Linked DNA regions of Capsicum annuum: region 2 is linked to region 1. A link is a contact called in public Hi-C data. All regions are on one chromosome and are shown on one strand. Each heading gives the region's core, a stretch centred on a gene start, on an enhancer-like site or on the middle of the called end of the contact. The rest is flanking DNA. Distances are from core to core; before and after follow the strand shown. Region 1 holds the start of LOC107879159 (universal stress protein PHOS32). Region 2 overlaps LOC107879169.

Region 1 (2,736 bases), core at 78-2,577:
ACAATTAACTTTCAACATAACTAGTAACTCAAGAAAACAAATTAGGCGAATGATGGATAGCATAGCTGGATTATCAAAATATCGTAACCCTAGATCTTTTCTCAAATCTGAAATACAACACAACCAATCTACGACTTGCTTGCAATTATTTTTATTTACATTTTGTTATTGATCATCTACTGAATAGCTCAAATAAGAAATCAAAGTAGAGCTTCAATTCGTCAAATCTCTGTGGGGTTATCTGGATTTACATCCTTTATTACTTGTACAATCATGTACACTTGCGGGTGCGAAAGGACACAACAAAGACCCCTCTTCTCATATCACAACACAATAACATCCACAATGTAGTCATTAAAAGAGTATTGTTTAGGATGAGATTTTTCTCTCATAATTTTAATGATATTTTTTTTCATATGTAGGTTCATTGGGTAAATCATTTCGAAAATATGTTTCTAGTAGATTTTCTTGTCATCTGATTCATCGTCTCCATGGTTTGCAACTATAAACTTCCGCATGATGCCCTATCAATTTCAAACCCAACAATTATAACATAGATTCATATGAAAATTTTCTTCTAGACGTAAAACATATGTAGAAACAAAACTTTTTAATTATTGATTGAAAGAAAAATTAAACCTTGATATGATTTGATTTTTTGTTTTTGGTTTTATATGAAATTTTGTGAAGGACATATCGACATTGTTTTATTTTTGTTACGGTTCTTCATGTTATCAAGAATGATTCGTTTTTAGATTTAAGACTTGATTTTAGGTTTTGTATATGTGTTAGGAAGATCAACTACACTTTATGGTTAGAAGTCACGAGATGTAATGAGTAGAATAATGAATGAAATTTTAGTTTTTGGATTTACAAAAGAAACTTTATATATCTAGGGGTAAAAAATATAAACATGATAATTCTTAATGGGCTAACGGTTCATCCGATAAGAAAATTGAAAATTCCGTTCCCACATTGATAAATCATTAATTATAAAATTTTAATGCATTCTCCAATAGTTAATCCGATTACCCGTTACCGGTAAATCAAATAGCCAATAAACTAATTATATAATTAAATTATGGGTTACAATTTGATTTTAAACACCCTTACAAAAAAGTAAAATTTCATATGACCAACTTATAATCCAGCTAGTAAATTCTCGCTCTCAAGTCTCAAATATAACAGTTCAAGATTTAGAGGGATGCATTTTGAAAAAGTAATGTTCAATATCAGCAAAAACAATACTAGTATACTAGTTAAATTACACTAAACTTATCCAATTTATATTAGAACGTGATGTCCTCACGTCAAAGAAAGCATGAAAGAGACAAGTGGGAATTTCATGAGCCAGAAAAGTGGGTCCCAACAACCTCATTTTGGCTTTACAAGTGGTAGGAAAATATGACATCCGACAAATCAACATTGCACTACTTGAGTACTTGTCTGCTTCCATCCTGAAATAGTCGTGATCAAGTTGCTCTCTCCATTATTGTTGTTGTTGAAAGTTCTTAATCAAAGCAAAAATCTTAAAGAGGGATGGAAGGAGGTGATAGATTTGTTGGGGTAGCAGTAGATTTCTCAGCATGCAGCAAGAAAGCTTTGAAATGGGCGATTGATAACATTATTCGTAAAGGGGATACCCTTATTCTCGTTACTGTGCGCCCTGAAGGACACTATGAAGAAAGCGAGATGCAACTCTGGGTGGCCACTAGTTCTCGTATGATCTCTTTAATTAATTCCTTTTTCTTTCTCATGTCCCTCTACTTTTATCTAATCCAACCCCAATAAATAAAATTAATCCATCTTGTGACTGATTTTATAGGCTCATATAGATGTTGGTCATCTCAACTTCTTCTGTGTAAGCTTTACAAAGAATACCCGGTCTTCCACAGATAAAGGAGGAGGATCGGCACTCAGGTGTAAAGGAATGACTTTAGTAGCAGGGCCGGAGCCAGGGTAACGTAAGGGGGGTTAAAAAATACACTATATTGGTCAATATTAATTTTTTAAATATATATGTAGTAGATGTTGAATCTCCTTGGTTTCTTCATGAGTTTACCTCTTTATATTTTTAAACCCCTTGGTAAAAATCATAGCTCCACTACTCGGCAGTAGATGATGAATTGAGTAAGAGGATTCACATAGTCGAATTGATTGATATGTTGGCCATCTGAGTCATTTTTAATCTGTTGGGTATCAAGATGAAATAACTAATTAAAACATTGTAGGTTACAATCCTTGCTGTAAATACTGGCAGTGTTGCAAGGCATCTTGCTTTCTTTTGTCTATCTGTATATTGAAGGAGTATATTTTTCACTCAGAAAGTTTGATAGCTAGATAGATTCCTTTACTTTCAGACACAAATGGTGCGCTAGCTGGTGAAAATTTTGGAGCTTTTTTGTCTGTCCTACTATATGCTTATGGTTTGAGGGTCAAACTTTTCGTAGCTTTGGGCAATCCACTAGTTCAGTGACGTAGAAGATCAGATAAGGTTTATCTTTTGTTGATGAACCTAGAAATCTCTGTTGACGTACCTAGAAAAATATCTGCTTTTTTATGCTTGTTGATTAGATGTCATGGACGTGGGAACTCTGGTGACTGGAATAGGGTTAAATCACTTGTCTATGTATGGAGATTTTTTATGTTTCACTATAAAGAGATTTTTGATATACGTTCCAGAGTGTCATCATCAGGATTAAAGATACAGCTAATGCTTTTTGAGTTTCATAGAGA
Region 2 (2,700 bases), core at 197-2,696, 64 kb before region 1:
ACGATGGAGTAGCTCAAATATATATATTTTTTCCAATTCGTTTTGCAATTATGGGCAAAAATTATTCTGGAGAAATTTTTGTAATTTATGAAGATGGTGGAAGCAAATAGTGAATAACTACGATTACGGATACATTAGCAGCAACACGGTAGCAAAGCAGTAAAGGAAGGTGGAAATGGGTGTGGAGGAAGTGTTGGGGAAGGAGAAGAGAAAAAAAATAAAAAGTTGCAAAATTTAGTCTTTCATGCGCTCAAAATAGGTGCAAAACATACTGTGCCAAGTCGGCAAAAGGTGCCAAAATGACTCAACTGGAGGCTAGTTTAGTTGTTTAAAATGAACATCATCCACTTTAGGTGCCAAGTGAAAGTTTGTGCAAAGTTTAGGTACCTGACGATGTGTTTGGCCAAAGGATTACTATATAGTATGTACGTACTTTTTCAAAGACTATTGATGATTGACCTTTGATAGGAACTTTGTGTTTGATGTTTGATAACACAAAGGAGTGTTCATTTCTCTTACTATTTTTCATTTTATGGATTTGACAATCAGGAAGAGCAGATAATGTACCCATCATCCCTTGAGCATGAAACATTCAAAGTCGCATTGGTGAACTGCAGGAAAAAGGTTGAAGGACTTAAGGATCATCATGACATAACTGCATGGGAGGTCACCCGTGCAATGAAGTGTGAATAAGTTTTGAACCATTACTTGCATCACAAATATGGTAGTAGAAAGAGGTTCAGCCCGCTTCATAGTTGAGATTTGGTAATTGAAGAAATCTATTGCCAACATTTAGACATACAAAATAAATACAATTAACCCTCATCTTCATCATCTATGTTAATCCTGAGTCTTAAATCAAATCAACATTTTGGTGTTATGCTTTGTAACAGCATTAAGTCATCTAAATTTTGTTATATCTAGAAACAGTGGCATTTTGAAGATACCCTCTTCAGTATAACTTGCATTATGCTGAGTTGCTAACCTTTATACCTACTACTGATCATCCCTTTACTCATTGTAACAGGTATGCATACTAAAATGTATCAGCGATCATCTTAATTTTTGGCATTTAATAGGATTTAGGCGGCTAGAAACTGGGGAATGATTGCCCTTAATTATCTCTCTTCAACGAAGCTATGACTCTCACAAGAATGTCTCCAAATCAATTTTGCACATTCCTAATAACTAATACAAACCCAGGACACCTCAAATTGCCCTCGAGTTTACAATTTAAATTCAAACCCAGTTGGATAGCTCACTCTTCATTTAATGGTTGAATCTTTGTTGGAATTTAGAATTTCATATAAAAGTGGTTGTATCTTCTTGGCTCCGGACAATCTCCGCGGACACCTTTCCTCTCTAAACTGATGGTCAAGGGAAAAAAGGATGTCATTGTGTTGGGTAGAAGTCGCTTCATATAACAACTGCAGAGAAACTGGCTCGACATAGAGATATATACACAAGGCCAACAAAGCCAAAATTGAGAATACAACTGACAGCAAGGGTAACAAGACTACTGCCTACCAGTCCGACAACATACGTCTGCAAACCTCTAATATGAAAAGCTGCTAAACAACTAGTCGGCACAGGGCCCGACGTACTCACCATCTACATAAAGCAAAAGAAGACTCCACGCTTAGCAAAACAGGGAAGCACAAAGCATACCAACAGCGCGGAAACCTTCTAGTGAAAAATGTTTTCTCGAAATATATTTTTTTAAAAAATATTTTCTTGAAAAATAAATATATTTCTTACTTAATTTTTAATGTTTGTTAAGTAAGCAAGAAGACATTATTTCAAGAGCATTTCTGCGTAATCTAACAAAACATTATGGGATGGCGTGGGGTGAGGAGTGGGAGTAAGGGGGTGGCGAGAAGTGGGATGGTCAAGGGTTGGGGGCATTGGATGGGTGGGGTGAGGAGTGGGAGTAAGGGGGTGGCGAGAAGTGGGATGGTCAAGGGTTGGGGGCATTGGATGGGTTGGAGGAGACAATCAATGTGGAATGTCATTTATGACACTTGTTTTTTCTACTTCAATAATATTAATGATACACCTTGTGCTACAAAAACAACTGCAGAATTTTTGCTTCAACTACTTCTAACTATATATAGAATTAAGTGCGAGATATGTACCAATCAAAAGCATTTTCTTTGGGAGAATAGACGAACTACTTGACGAGATAATCACCATAAGTCCTAACATTGTTTCACATCTCGACGAAGTAATATGTTATTTGAAATTTTTGTTGCCATCGAACTGTTGCAACTTAGAAGGTTGATAGCCAATATGTTGTTACCAACAAATTTTTACAGTGACAGAAATAAATTGCAATCACAAATAAATATATGAAGAAACATGATTTTTATTGATAAATGATGTGGGTACAAATCTGTTCTTTCCTTGATTCTTCTCTCTTAATTTTCTCGTGATCCGAGGACCGTTAGTAGTGTATTTCTCGAACGTAGAAATATTTGGATTTGATCCGTTAGTAGCGTATTTCTCGAACGTAGAAATATTTGGATTTGATCTCGATGAAAGGAAAGTTTGTGGGACCTTCTCGATGTATTTGATTACCAAGAAGAGAGAGTTTTGATCTCTTTATGAATATCCATGAATTTCTGAGATCTTGATCTCTTTATGAATATCCCATGAATTTATTGGGACTTTTAGAGATGCCTCTTCAAGGATATTTACCCT

What was found. Hi-C and Micro-C count contacts between places; a contact is called where the count stands out from the background.
Region 2: a contact with region 1 is called in a Hi-C map of bud, with 2.1 times the contacts expected there. The contact joins the enhancer-like site here to the promoter of LOC107879159 in region 1. A contact is called at or near these places in 4 of 5 Hi-C or Micro-C datasets (bud, leaf, pericarp and 1 more).

The regions. Positions count from the first base shown.
Region 1 is chr1:124,187,848-124,190,583 of UCD10Xv1.1, reverse strand. LOC107879159 (universal stress protein PHOS32) reads left to right here and starts at 1,327. Exons shown (of 4, transcript XM_016726262.2): 1 at 1,327-1,720. The coding sequence starts at 1,540.
Region 2 is chr1:124,251,662-124,254,361 of UCD10Xv1.1, reverse strand. It overlaps LOC107879169, which reads left to right. Exons shown (of 13, transcript XM_016726268.2): 13 at 550-967. The coding sequence ends at 693. Among protein-coding and RNA genes, the nearest start is that of LOC107879169, 9.9 kb to the left of the region's middle. Within about 2 kb of position 1,446, at least 4 of the 5 cell types and tissues checked have an H3K27ac peak or open chromatin away from gene starts, as enhancers often do. A contact at or near this core is called in bud and leaf, where this site is marked.